2 separate regions of the Columba livia genome follow, and region 2 is linked to region 1. Evidence: chromatin contacts called from public Hi-C data. All regions are on one chromosome and are shown on one strand. The core of a region is the stretch at or near the end of the contact, and the rest is flanking DNA. Distances in the headings are between cores, read along the strand shown. Region 1 overlaps JMJD1C (jumonji domain containing 1C). Region 2 overlaps JMJD1C (jumonji domain containing 1C).

The links. Hi-C and Micro-C count contacts between places; a contact is called where the count stands out from the background.
Region 2: a contact with region 1 is called in a Hi-C map of liver, with 4 times the contacts expected there. The contact joins two enhancer-like sites. A contact is called at or near these places in 2 of 2 Hi-C or Micro-C datasets (crop and liver).

Annotation. Positions count from the first base shown.
Region 1 is chr6:32,971,746-32,975,082 of bColLiv1.pat.W.v2, reverse strand. The region is part of intron 3 of JMJD1C (jumonji domain containing 1C); the gene reads left to right. Among named protein-coding and RNA genes, the nearest start is that of NRBF2, 59 kb to the right of the region's middle. Within about 2 kb of position 1,987, at least 3 of the 3 cell types and tissues checked have an H3K27ac peak away from gene starts, as active enhancers do.
Region 2 is chr6:33,027,801-33,031,314 of bColLiv1.pat.W.v2, reverse strand. The region is part of intron 2 of JMJD1C (jumonji domain containing 1C); the gene reads left to right. Among named protein-coding and RNA genes, the nearest start is that of JMJD1C, 69 kb to the left of the region's middle. Within about 2 kb of position 1,849, at least 1 of the 3 cell types and tissues checked has an H3K27ac peak away from gene starts, as active enhancers do.

The DNA.
Region 1 (3,337 bases), core at 738-3,237:
GGTAAGTATAATACTGAAGTTACACCAAAACACTTGTGCCTTTCCTTCCTTGGAGTCTTTAATTTGACTATATGTGATTACTCTTGTGGACCACAGAGAAAGGATGCTGGAAAAAAAACAATGCGTGGAATTGTGTAGATAGTAAGTTGGTGGAGCAGTGTTAGTCATTTCAGATTGTATGGTAGTATTCTCAGGTACAATATGAGTTAATAGTCTGTTGATGAAATCTGCAGCCATAACTGGATTGAGAGGTGGCGTGAAATCAAATTAGAGATACATGAAAAGGAAACTAAAATTGAGCTTGTTTATTGGATTTCATTAGTCACAATAATAAGACAATTATAAAAGCCTCGTTTTATACTGGTACAGAATCAATACTTGAGCAAAGCCCCAACAATATTGAAACAGTCATCTAAACAAGACTGCCAGCCCATTGTCCACACCACTAATTTACATCCCATCATTCCAGGAACTGTATTTTTGTTTTTATGTGTATAATTTCATGTAGTTTTTCAAACAGATGTTTGAATGCTTAGTAATGCACACATTTGGAGTAGTTTACATGATGAGATCAACCCAATCCACAGGTCCTTGCAGACCAGCTCTCCGCGTCTAAGGAGAAGCTGCAGTTCAAATGCGCTGGCTCACCGGTCCAAGGAGAGACGCGTGTCCTCGGGCAGGGACGTGCCGTCCTGTCCCCCGTGAGAGCCTGCGTGGTGCCGCGGCCACCGCAGCCCTGTGGGACGGGGTCAGCTGGCACAGGCTGCTGTCACGTCCTCCTGGAGCTTCATCTGCTCCTGGTCACAGAGACACCGTGTTTGGCGCGGCCCATCCACTGGCTCACAGGCACCCTCTGGCAGTGCTGGCTGCTGTAATCTGGTCCTGTTATCCTTCTTTCCCCCCCTTGCCCCTCCTTCTCTGGCTTTCTTCACCTTCTCTGTTTATGACCATTTTCCTGTTCCCTGCAATTTAAGCAACATTTTCAGTTCTACCTTGTCTAGACACATCTATTATGGTTGTTACCATATTCTTTTACTTCATCCTTTACAGCATTGTTAGGATCCAGCCTTTTCCTTGTCTGCGATGCTGAAGCCTTCATCTCATGTCGTATTTTCTGCTGTATCGCAGTTAAAGCAGTTTATCTGAAGAAAAAGGAGGGCTGGAAGAAACCATTCAAATAGTGTTCCAGATGTCTGAAAAACAGAAAGCCAATTTGAGGAGGGAAAACTTGAGTCAAAACTGGTCCAATTGTTTACAAGAATGAGACTAAAGAAAAACAATTGGCCCATGTCACCTTTTCCCTGGGCGGCAGTCACAGCAGTGTGCTTTGCAGGAAAAATTGTAGGTTTGTCAGGAAAGTAGTTTATTCCTTGTTTTAAAAAAAACCAGACTCCTCCCAAACTTGGCTATGTTGAAGGCTTTTGGGACAAATAAAACCAGTTCAAGGAACATAGTAAGGTGTCTTTGATTTTTAACAGTTAAAGTCTTTGACTTTTTTTTCTTCTTATTAGATTCATTATCACTACAATCTCTGAGGCTGCCGTGTTACAATAATGCTCTTGAAACAGAGTGTGCTTCAGCCCTGAAGATATTTCCTGATAGTGCTGCACAGGCTGTTTCAACAATGTGTAGCTGAGCATGATTCAGCCAGGGGCTGAGACAAAGCCAGGCTTTTCCTGTAATGGCTGCTTGTGGCTGGGCTGGGCTGGAGCTGAGCTGTCTTGTGTCGCATGACCACAGTTTAATCTTTCTTCTTCTTCCTGACACCCCAGCAGCACTTAAGAAAAGAAAAAAAAAATCAGTCAAAACCACACACCCACAAAAACAACAAACCCACAACACCGTCCATGAAGGTATAATAGATAAAGTATCTTTCAAAAATAGATAGGATAACACATTAGAACAAGGAGTAAGAGGAAAGAAATTGGCACTGGGTCAGTGCAGAAGAGTGTAAGAGAAGCTGGAATCTGATGGAGAAGGGAGGATGGAGCTTGTAAACTGAGAAGACTGGGAAAGGATTTGGAAGGCAGTGGCCTGGAATCGTAAATACTAAAATGAGACAAGGAGCTGGGGAGAGGCTGGTTCTGGTTATGCAAGAGACTGAAAAAATCATTGTGCAGTTAACAGTAGGATGCAAGAGAGGGGGAGCTGGAACAGGAAAGCAGTAATGGGAAATCTGCAAGAAGAGACACAAGCAAAATTTTACTGAGACTGTCTGAACAAGGCAGAGCTTTGGGGCAGCCGTGAAAAGTTTGAGACGTGTTGGGTTGGGTCAGACAGCCAGAAGTGTGGGAGCTGAGCTGGAGGCGCTTTGCAGGGGCATATGGAGTAAGGGTTGGAGAGAAGCCATCAGGAAATGTGTCCCCGCGGGAACAACGTCTAGTCCAAGACCAGGAATATGAGACATGAGCTTGTAGATTCCTCCTCTTTTTCTGCCGTGCGTCTCAGTGATCAGCAGTGCCTGTGCTGGCGCTTCCGACCCTCGTCTGTGCCGCTGGAAACGCGCTCCGGGGGTGTTAATGCCATAGCTCAGGGGGTTCAGGTGGCCTCGGGGTTCAGTTGAGCAGTGAATGATATGGATGTGAGTGAAAGAAGGGTGCCATTGCATGGTGTTTCTTTTTCCCAGCTGTTTTAAAACATAGATAATCACATACAAAAGGTATTTCAAAAAGTCTTGCTAAGGTTCCAAAGTTAAACGTAAAGATTGCTTGGAAACATTTAGATTATTATTGCTTCTTTACTTCTCTTGATCTCTCAAGAGCTGACGTTAAAAACAGTCCTTATGATCACACAGCTTCTTGTGCAGAGAGTATAATGGACCCAGTAGTGTGAATGTGGATATTTTGCTAGAGAAAGCTGTCACCTGTGACATCCCTGCCCTGTTTGCTGCAGATATTTGAGATTATTTAATGTTCTGGGTGGGGATTGGAAAAGAAGGATATTCAGGAAAGACAGGGGAATTCTGGCCTTGCCAGCGTGGTTGAGCAACAAGGCACTCCTAAACCTTTTAAGTTAGGCTTTTTGTAGGTTGTCACTGACTCATTTTGCTTCCGTTCCTGTGAGGCTGTTGTGGGGTTTGGTTGTGGAAGTCGTGAAACCCACATGGTTGCAACTGCACTTGGTGGCAGCGTTGCTTGATCATACAGAACGCCTTATGGATACTGAAGGGTGATGAAGCTTATGGCCCCAGTGATCAACTGAAACATGGAATGTGAATAAAATTGTTGGATCTCAACTTCCGTGTCTTGAAACAAGCTATAAAATATATACTGTATCATACTGTCTCACCGTGGGCTTTTGGAGGTGAATTAAAGTGGTTTTTGCAAAGGGACAGTGT
Region 2 (3,514 bases), core at 600-3,099, 56 kb before region 1:
ACAGACTGTTCTGATGTGAATTTATCAGAAACCAAGGCTTATTTTCCATTTCCAAGGTAGACATAAGAATATGGGCACAAACTACCCACAAATTAACTGTAATAAGTAAGGCTAAGCATGTTTGTTTGTTTGTTTCTTACATGATGTTGTCTTCAAAGAACCTTTCCATCAGAGTAGTGGAAAAAAAATCATCTGTAAAATGATTTTCAGTCTTCTATGTTCTCAACTGTTGTAATGCTTGGCTGGTGGCTTTATCGTGCACTTCCAGTCATTCGTTCTGCACAGATACCTTGTTTATACAGTGTTTTGGGTGTCCTGTGTCAGAGACTTGGATCCACCTTCACTGATTCTCCCACCACCCTCCCCCTTCATTGGTGGCTTTGATGAGTTCACCAGACCATATTTGTGTCTCTTCTGCGGTGCAGATAAAACCTGTGTTCTCTTTGTTCTTTACATTTTGCTGCTCATTGAACTGTCTTGCAGGTTAGTGACCCTCTGGGGGATGAGCTTGAAAGGGGGAGCAGTTGTAGAGTGGGGAGAGTGTAGAGGGGGGAGTTCCTGACTGCAACCGACTGATGAAGTTGGTTACCAAAAATTTCATCTTTATGCTGTATGTGGAGAAGCGCTATCGTTTCCACCATGTGGGCATGAGCTCAGTAGTGATTTGCTTTGAGATTAACGGGGCACTTTAGAGATCTCAGTCATTTCTCCACACTCACGCAAACCTGTGAGTAGCTCTAGCCTCAGCTTGTAACCATGAAAGCTGGAAATACAATTTTATTACTGAGACATCATTTTCTTGAGTAGTTTTGCAGCAGGAGGTGAGTTCAGTTGTGATTTCTTATGATCACTAGGCATAGAAACAGTAAAGACGACTTTTTTCTCCCCTCTTTCTTTTATCTGATTTCCAGTTCTGATAAGATTTCAGCAGTCCTGCAGAGATTTGGCTGCACATTATTCTACAATTCCTCTTTTGTCTGCTGGGATTGCTGCTCAGCTGAGAAAGGAGGATTCAGTCACTTCTTCCTTTGCCTCCAGGATGTGCTGCTTGTTCTGAGACAGGAGGTTGTATCTTGCTGTTTGAAAGCAGATACCATCAGTAACAGGATAGGTGTGAAAATGGTAGAGTTGTCTACTTGAACGGCTCATATTTGGTTCCAAGCTATGACTGGTGCCTGGTTTCATTCTCTGCTGCTGTTTGATAACAGTACAGGCAATGTTGGTTCTTCTGGAGCTGACTGAGGGACTTGTGTTGGGATGGAGGCTGCTGGCAGGGAAGAATGGGAATTGGGAATTCATCAGCAAATAACAAAAACACTTGGGTGTGAGGGAAACTGGGGGAAGAATGTGAACATTACAGTGTAGTTGTGCTGTTTACCATTTCTTCTGGTTGTTTTGATTGTTTTTCTCCTGTTTCAATATCAGCTTTTGTTTGTCTGGATTGAATTTGTTAGCACGTAAGACTCAGTCTCCAGCAGTTGCTGGTTCGCGCTTTCCCTACCTGTAGCCAGGGTGAAGTATACAGTAAAATACAGCTTTTTCAGGCAAGCGACTGCCAGAATATAAGGTCATCCGTCACCTTCCAGATTCACAGAACTGTTGCAGGAGCTCACTGGTGTCAAAAGGGGGAGTCTTTGTTCTCCTTGTTCTCTGCCAGGAGAGACCGAAGGTGGTTCAAATGATTCTGCTCTTTCACTAGAGCACACACATCCTGCTTGCTGAGATAAACAGAATCACAGAGTATCAGTTGGTAACTGTTGTCTCCATTTTACCTTTGGAAGGAGGATCGCTGCTGCCAGAGAAGATTGCAGATCAGAATAGGATGGAATCCAGTGCGTTTCTCGTTTTGCTCCTTTGTGCTGTTTTCATGCTGTTGTTTTTGCCATTCTTGGAGGAAAGAATGGGAGAGAATCCCTTGCCATGATTCTAGATGGGGTGTTGAATAGCAGAGTGGCTACTGAAAGGAGTTTGTGTGTTTGTGTAGAGTCCCAGATTACCAGTGATGTATTGTACAGCTTTCATCAGAGCTCTCGGAAGAAAAACCGAAAGCAGGAAACACCCATGCTGCTTCTGCGTATGAAAGACTAAGGAACTGGGGTGATGGTCACAGACAGAGCAATGTTATTGTTTCACAGGTTATTCACAATATAATCTAGGATTGAGGAATCACTCTTCCCTTATCTGTAATGTCTACAAATGCCTCACTTCAGCTGTGTATACTGCTGAAAGGATACACTGTTCAGCTCTGTTCTCCTCTTCGTCCCCAGTTGTCTTCCTCATTTTGCTAGGTGTTGCGCAAGGATCCATTTCACAAGACTGACTGTAGGGAGGTCATCTCAGCCAGATTTGAGATGTTATCTGTATAATATAGAGAAAGCTTTTCATTCCCAGGCTTTCCTAACCCTTTAGGAACGGAGCAGTGAGCCGCACAGCCTCTTCTTAAGTGGTTTTAGAAGAAGTTAACCAGATTTCTGAGGAAATTCACAGGTGTATATAACAATCTTGTAATGAGTTTCTTCCTGTGGCCTTAACAGATAAAAGGTCCTCTGGACCACACTTTTGAATCCTGTGCCCATAGTGCTGTTTGCCAGGGCAGTGTGTAGAACATGCTTTTTGAGGTCAGGTACAGGGCTTCCAGTACAGACACTGCATCGTCTGCCACCTCCTGAGTGACAAAGCTTTGTTTTAAACTCAGTGTTTTTTAAAACCTCTTCTCCTTAAAGGTTTCTCACCAACTTCCAGTCTCCCTTCTCTAAGTGCCCCCCTTGTGGGAACTCTGGTTCCACAGTCCGCTGAGAATTCAGCTTCAGTAACCTTGGTTTTGCAGAGAAACTCAAAACCATAGCAGTCTAGACACACACACAAAAAGCAGACATTCCAAGTGTAGACACATGCCACTGTGCCATTTGTTCCTTCTCTATTATTGCCTTTACAGTCCCTGAGAACCATTTGGGGTTCATTCAGTGTTCTGGACCCTTGGTCCCTGTGCCTGTGCTGTGTTTTTGTAGCGCTGGTACCTGCCTTGGGTGTATGATGCATGCCTATAGGAGCTATAAGAGGCTTTGCTTTCCATCCAGATCAGTCCTGGGACAGTGAAATGAGAGGTTTGCATTTTCTGTTGAGTACAGGATTGTTAACAAATATCTCCTCTAAGTAGGCTTTGTCGTGCTCAGGGCACGGGGTGTTTCAGTTGTTCAGTTGCTCTCCACAGCTCCCTTTTTGAAGCTCAACACCATGTATGTGGTCACTCCCAGCAGTTCTCAGGGCACACAGTACACAGCTGCCTCCAGAAAATGCATCACTAAGGTGATGGAGCGCATATTTACAGGAGACAGCTTGTGTTCAATCACCTGCCAAGGGTGCAGTCCCCGTCTGCTCGGGTGCCTTTGCTGCAGCTTTGCCTTGGGGTGGGTAATGAAGCTGCCGGATGGCCTTCAGTGAAAGGGAGTGGGTTGTGGCTGCTGGAACAACCGTCCTACCTGTAGCCCCGTCCCTACCCAGCTGGGGAGGCTGG